Linked DNA regions of Ovis aries: region 1 is linked to region 2. A link is a contact called in public Hi-C data. All regions are on one chromosome and are shown on one strand. Each heading gives the region's core, a stretch centred on a gene start, on an enhancer-like site or on the middle of the called end of the contact. The rest is flanking DNA. Distances are from core to core; before and after follow the strand shown. Region 1 has its middle 5.4 kb from the start of RFLNB. Region 2 holds the start of VPS53 (VPS53 subunit of GARP complex).

Evidence for each region. A called contact is a pair of places that touch in the nucleus more often than the background predicts.
Region 1: a Hi-C map of liver shows a contact between it and region 2, with 2.4 times the contacts expected there. The contact joins the enhancer-like site here to the promoter of VPS53 in region 2. A contact is called at or near these places in 6 of 16 Hi-C or Micro-C datasets (blood, liver, mesenteric adipose tissue and 2 more).

What each region holds. Positions count from the first base shown.
Region 1 is chr11:22,155,270-22,158,629 of ARS-UI_Ramb_v3.0, forward strand. No RefSeq gene overlaps it. Among named protein-coding and RNA genes, the nearest start is that of RFLNB, 5.4 kb to the right of the region's middle. Within about 2 kb of position 1,637, at least 6 of the 54 cell types and tissues checked have an H3K27ac peak or open chromatin away from gene starts, as enhancers often do. A contact at or near this core is called in liver, where this site is marked.
Region 2 is chr11:22,020,387-22,024,043 of ARS-UI_Ramb_v3.0, forward strand. VPS53 (VPS53 subunit of GARP complex) reads left to right here and starts at 2,029. Exons shown (of 23, transcript XM_012185438.5): 1 at 2,029-2,233. The coding sequence starts at 2,147. LOC121820569 (a long non-coding RNA gene) reads right to left here and starts at 1,970. Exons shown (of 3, transcript XR_006061119.2): 1 at 1,631-1,970.

The DNA.
Region 1 (3,360 bases), core at 387-2,886, 130 kb after region 2:
CCCTTTGTCACCAGTGTGACATCTTTACAGGAGGCATGTCCAGAATTGGAGCTAATTGACTCCAGAAGGGATTGAACTTGGGGCCCTTGTCAAGTCTGCAGTCATCTCCACTCAGTGAATTGAGGCCGGGGGGAAGATGTCCAGGTCCTCAGAGACCTCACGGCAGGGCTTTGCTCCTCACCGCCTTCCTTCTTTGCCTGCCTGTTCCTTACTTAAGGCTTTTGCATCAGCATGGGCATCACTCCCTCCAGACTTCTTCCCCTAAGCCTCCCCTCCCTCTCTCCCCCAGGCTGGTGAAGCTCTCCTTATGCTCCCACACTCTGCCTCACACACAGGAGGCCCTTGGCAGGTGCTGGCTGAGTGAATGGGTCTAGTGGGAGTGCACACCCAGACCCCAAAAACTCTTACCCAGAGCAGATTTTGCTAAGAGCTCTCAGCCTTGGGAGTAGAGGTGAAATAGTTTTTGTGGGGTAAGACTAGGGTATCTGCTGATAAACAGTCTTCCAATGAGGAACACAAAGCCCAGATTCCTTAATATTCATGTGTGATGGAAGGCCCACACGAAGCTCATATTAACCGCTCTTTTTATTACAAGCAGTAGAACAGATAGGGATTGTGACCTGTCTTAGGTTTATAAGATGTCAATGCCTGACATTCTAGAGAGTTCTGCTTCTAACACAGCGAACTAACAGCAGAAGGTCCTTTCTCAGATGGCGGACAGGCTTGATGCTAAAAAAAGGGATCCCTGGAAGTAACAGAGTCTAACCTTTCAGGCTTTGAGAAGCAAGGTGTTGAGATGGGGGTCAGGTGATGTTTGATGGGCATCTGGTGGGGCAGGGCGCTGACTGGGACTGAAGTCAAGTAGCCCCATCATCCTCAGGTCCAGAGGCTCTCTTTGCATGTGGAACCAGACAGTCTTTTAGAGAAATCTGAAGAGAAGGGGCCAGAAGGGTAAGCCAAGCTCAGGGGAGAGAGATTTGGATCCAAAGCAGTTTTGTTTGTTTGTTTGTTTGTTTGTTTTTGCTGGCTTCTTTTACTATTTGTCTCTTGGTGCAGCCCCTGCATCATTCCAGCTGAGACCTAGGGCAGGAGGCAGGCATAAACGAAGCTATAAACGACCACCCTATAAACATAACTAGAAGGAGCGGGAGGCACTTAGCTGCAGATCACAGCATAGCTCTGGCACCTCCGGGCCACGGAGCCCTCCCCCACCACCAGTGTTGGCAGCATGGCCCAGTGCTTTGGTACCCACAGCAGTGACGGCTTGGCCGCAGCCTCTGAATGCCTGATGGAGCTGACTGTGGTCCTGTTGGAGGGCACTGTCACCCAACTTAGCAGAACCAGAGGCTGCAGCAGTGGGTTCGGGAAAAGAAAAAGAAAATTAATAGCAGGCGTCCTGTGTGTATGACCAGATTTATTTAGCAGCATATGAGAGACACCTTCAGAGCTTTCCAGAAAGGCTTGTTACTGGTTGGAGTCATCCTGCAGAAGAAGTACAAGGCAATAGTCGATAAAATTCCAGTTAATCATCAACTGATACAACCTGGAAAACAGGAAATGCATGGAATTTTTCTTTGGTGCTTCTCCGCTCACCTCAAGTTCTTTCTTTACCCCTGGCGAATTTTCAGTAGAGACTCGAAACTGAAAAACATTTCTTCAAAGGCATGTAATAGCCTTCAGTGAGTCTCAGGAGTTCCCAGCAGTACAGAGCTGCAAACCACAGCTGCCTTTGCGGCTGTGTATTCTGTTTTGAATCTAGCGGGTGGAGAGGAATGCACTTAGGGGCAGTGGCTCAGGGGAGGACAGCGGAGCCAACTGTACCCCCTTCCCAGGGCTCCCACTCACCATCCTTCCCCACACAGCCCTGCAGACCCTAATCCCCCAGAGGTCCTGAATACCCCGTAGTCTGGAGGCTGCCTTTGGAGAGCGGCTGAGCAGACTGGCCATTTGTGGCCTGCACACCCTTCTATAGCGCCCTTCAGCCGAGGAACCAAGGGTCTTAACTTCAGTGGCTCAACGAAGGGCTATTTTTCTGGGCTGCGAGTCCTTGTCCGGTGTGAATAAGCAGAACAGAGCCAAGAGTGCAAGTGTATTGATGCCGTTCCAACAAGACCATGTGCCCCAGCTCTTTTCAAAATTCCATCTGAGGTTTTTTTTTTTTTAATCCCATCTGGGTTTTATTTTGCAGAGGCCACAGCCCTTTTTCTGTGTAACTAGCGAGCATTTGGGAGAATAGCTCTCAGCTTACAAATAGGAGGCCTTGAGGGTGGAGCCTGCATTTAACTGGGGGTCCCCAGGTCCCCCACTCAGGGGTCACAGGCCTGACTCCGCCCCAAGCTGCACTTGGTTGTCTGGGTGAGCATTGCCACATGGGCTGGGCCAGACACCACCTCCCCACCTGACCTGGTGGTCTCACAGGTGAGAGGTCAGAAAAGGAGGCAGCCTGTTTCCGCAGGCACACTTCTCTGTGCAGTTGCCAAGCTCTGGCATGCTGACCTCTGTGTGGTTCAGGCCACCTTTGTGAGTCCCAGGGGCACAGAGGTATGAACCAACCTTACCAATGTGTGCACACAGACGCCTATGGGTTTGGGCTGTATCAGTACATCTTTTTAATTCAGTTCCTTTCTTTATTGAGTATGGCAGGTCCCTGTCAATGCTCTCTGAAACCGGTAACCTTAAATTTTTTTTTCATGTTCTTTATTATTTGTAGATTTTTTTTTTTTTTTTGACTGCAGGCAGAACTTCCCTGACCAGGGATCGAACCAATGCCTCCTGAAGTGGAAGTGAAAAGTCTTAACCACTGGACCACCAGGGAAGTCCCCCCAAACCTTAATCTTAAAATACTTAAGGAAACAAAATATAGTCCTATTTTTTTAAGCATTTTGGTTGACACGGGTACATATGAAGGCAAGGGGAGACCTAGTTCAGTACTAAGGCAAAGCCATTGCAGCGTGAATCCTGGAGCCCAGAGACCCAGGGGGCTGGGCCTGCAAGGTGCCTGGGCCCCGAAGCATGTGCCAGCAAGCTGGAGCCGGCAGTGGTTTTTAATCCGCTGTCTGGCTGGGTTTACTGAACACAAGCTGTTCCAAAAACAATAAGCAGCAGCCATTGTGGGGGTCCCACTCTTGTCTGACTCAACTCCCATTCAGGCATTAGCTTACTTTGGTGGAGAAAAAGGGAAAATGCAGGACTGGCATTCACTGTGACTTGGCTTTGTTCCCCAGACCCTGCGGGGAGAGGCCTCAGGCCAGGAGCCAAGTCCTACAAGGACACCCGTCTGTGTGATCCAGGCGGGGGCGATGGCCGCTCTGAAAGGACAGCTTTGAGAAGAGGCCACTCTTTAAGCAGGGTCCATGGTGT
Region 2 (3,657 bases), core at 779-3,278:
CTTCAGTACTCTTGCCTGGGAAATCCCATGGACAGAAGAGCCTGGTGGGCTACAGTCGATGGAGTCTCAAAAGGCCAGGCATGACTTAGCGATTACATAGCAGTAGCACACTTATCATGGTGCCTGGCAAATAGCAAGGACTAGGAAATGTGAGTTATTAAAATCATCATTAAAAATAAGCTCTATGAGCAACCAGAACTCTCATCCATTGCTGGCAGGAATGCAAAAATGATAACAGCCCACTTAGGAAAATAGCTGGCCAGTTTCTTATAATATAGTTAAATACAGGCTTACTAGGCATCCCAGCAAGACCGCTTCTAGGTTATTTACCCAAGTGAAGTGAAAACTTACATTCACGCAAAATCCTGCTTTATTCATAATCGCCCCAAACTAAGAACAACCCCAGTGTCTTTCAACCAGGGAATAAAGAAACTGTGATATATCAGAGACTGGATTACCACTCAGCAAGAAGAAATAAACTATTGACACATGCAATAATGTGGATGAAATGCAAATGCATCATGTTACATGAAAGAAACCAGCTCAAAAGGTGACATATTGTATGATTCCATTTATATGACGTTCTGCAAAAGTTAAACTATAGGGACAGAAATCTGGCCAGTGCTTGCCAGGGGAGTAGGTGAGGCATGAGAGAATGTGGGGTGGGGTGGGGTGGTGATGATGGAACTATCTTAGGATTTGATTATGATGGTGGGTACATGATGATATGCATTTATGAAAATTCATGGCATTCTAAACTAAATGGATGGACTTAATATATATTTCTTACTGTATATAAAAATGAAAAACATCCAAGAGAGATAGATATAATTATCATTTTCTTTTAAAAATATACTTCTGATTATAAAAGTGTTACAGGTTCATAGACAATTTGGGAAAATCTGCAAAGAATATGTTGAATCGCCTGCAGAAAAGGAGAATTTCTTATCATTTTTATAGACACAAAATACACAAACTGGGATCATGCTGTGTATTTTTGCTTTCTGATGAGTGTTTTCCCATGTCATTAAATAAATTTCAAAACCATGATTTTGAGTCAATAACATTCTAGTAAATAATTGATTTATATGTTTAACTCTTCCTTTACTACAATCTTGATTATTTAAAAAAGCTCATTGGGACCAGGGATGCTGCCATCTCAGTTTCACAATGTTTAACAGGTAAAACAACTCTTCCTTTGGCTGCAATGATCTCATTGTAGCTGGAGGAAAAGTGGCTCCACAGGGTGACTTTGCTTTTCCTCTGCGGTGCAGAGGGCTGGACACCCTCTTACTAACCTGTATTACTAGCTTAAATTTGCATAGTGCTTTTAATATTTCTCTCTCCCACCTCCTTGCCGGGTAAGCCGGGTCGATGGAGTAATTTGTTCAAGATTATATAGCTCATCATTCGTGGACTGTGACTTTGACTCTAGCTATTCAAGAGTCCCAGAAAGTCAACATTTCCCCAGGGTGGGTCACTGCCTAATCTGACTCTCCCTCCCGTCCCCCACAAGAAGGAAGCTGCAGACACGCCCTGAAAACAGCCCAGAGGCTCGGCACACGGGGAACTAATATCAAGTGGACGCTGTTCCATCCTACAAATTGTCCTTGGCAACATCGCCACTTACCAGCTGGGGTCATTTCTCCCCGATGGCTGGGGAGACACCTAGTGCCACTGAGCAAGGGGCTCCTGAGAGCAGATGGATCGCCCGCCTCGAGGCCTGTGAGGGTTGCTGTTATTTGATCGCGACGCAGTCGGGGCGCATCCTCACTAGGGGAGGAGGGGGTTGTCCTGCCGGGCCTTCCCCAGCGCCAGGGCCCGAGTAGGGGGGCGCCTTCTGAGAGGTGAAGCGGGTCCCCATCATCTTAAGGAGAGGTATGGGCCGCCGAACTACAGGGCTGCTCAGGGGTACTCTCGGGAGGTGGTAGGAATGCCTAGTTCAGGCGACCAGAGGTAAGTCCTCCGCTATCCCAGAGTGCCTCGGATTCCGGAAGTGCTCGGCTTCCCGGAAGTGCCCGATTGGCTGACAGAGCCCAGGCTCGCCGGACAGCTGCAGCTGGAGCGTTTCTGGTCTCCGGCGTGAGTGGCCGCAGGAGGTGTGGTTCCAGGTCCGGGTGGGCGTCGGGAGGGAGCTGGCGGCAGGATGATGGAGGAGGAGGAACTGGAGTTCGTAGAAGAGCTGGAAGCCGTGCTGCAGCTCACGCCCGACGTGCAGCTCGCCATCGAGCAGGTGAGCGTTCCGCCCCCCCGAGGGGAGGAGAGTGCGGAGACTGGGGCAACTCTGGGGGTGGGACGGCGAGGAAGCTGTCTTCGGACGGAGACGTGGGAGCTAGGCGCCAAGGGCAAGGAAAGGTTTTTAGGGGAGGTGGTGGTGGGAATGAGTTTCTCAATGTAGAAAAGGAAGAGAGGTCTTCCTCGGCCTTGATTGACTTTGGAGGGTGGGGCGTGCTGGTGGGTTTGGGCAAAGGAGCTGTGCCTCCTGAAACGATGTACCTAGAAGGGATCTCGTGGGTAGCAACCTCCGGTAGGGGTTGTGGGGCTGTTCTTTCATCAGGTTGGTGTCCCAGTGTTCTTGGATTCTCCGTCTAGCCCCATGTGACTGACTCAGGAGGTGGGTAACCTCTGCTTTTGAAGCATATCGCAAAGCAGAGGGAAACGGCTGAAAAAGAGAGAGAGAGACCTCCTTTACTATTCTTAAATGGTTGAGAATTTCTGCTGGTGATTAGGTTAAAGAATATTCCCAGGCAACTAAGCTAAGCCTCTGCTCCAAAACTACTGAACCCATGCGCTGCAGCTACTGAAACCCAGTACCTGGAGCCCATGTCCTACAAAAAGAGAAGCCACTGCAATGGGAAGCCCTCACACTGCCACGAAGAATAGCCCCCGCTCACCACAACTGGAGAAAGCCCAATGCATAGCAACAACGACCAAAAATAAATCTTCAAAAAAAAAAAAAGGCAGTTTAGACCCTTCTGCAGGTTATTGCTCCTGATAAAGGGGGAAAAATCTCTCTTAAAGGAGTTGGTATAGCAGACTTAAGAAAAGGAGGGGTGTGCCATACTTAATGATCACGGAAGTTTTTCAAAGTAAAACATTACTACTTCTGTTACTAATAGTTAATACTTATTGAGCATTAATACATACTATGTGTGGTAATTTGTGTTGTCCCACTTACCTCTTGGATATGTGTTTTTCTTGGAGTGGTTGGATTACTCACACAAAGCACATTTGACACATCCTGGGAATGCCAGGGCAAAGGTTTGCGTGTTCAAGCCACACTGCTCCCCACCCACCTCCATCAGCCAGAAAGAGAAATACATTTCATTTGCTTTGAACCTACTGGCCTCCAATAGAAGAAATGAATAATGCAGCCAGTTGTTTGATGAGGGTTTTAGGCCCCCCACCCCCTTTCTTCAGTTCAGTCTCTCAGTGGTGTTTGAGACTCTCTTCGACCCATGAATCACAGCCTGCCAGGCCTCCCTGTCCATCACCAACTCCCAGAGTTCACTCAAACTCATGTCCATCGAGTCGGTGATGCCATCCAGCCATCTCATCCTCTGTCGTCCCTTCTCCTCCTGCCCCCAATCCCTCCCAGCATCAGGGTCTTTTCCAATGAGTCAACTCTTCACATGAGGTGGCCAAAGAATTGGAGTT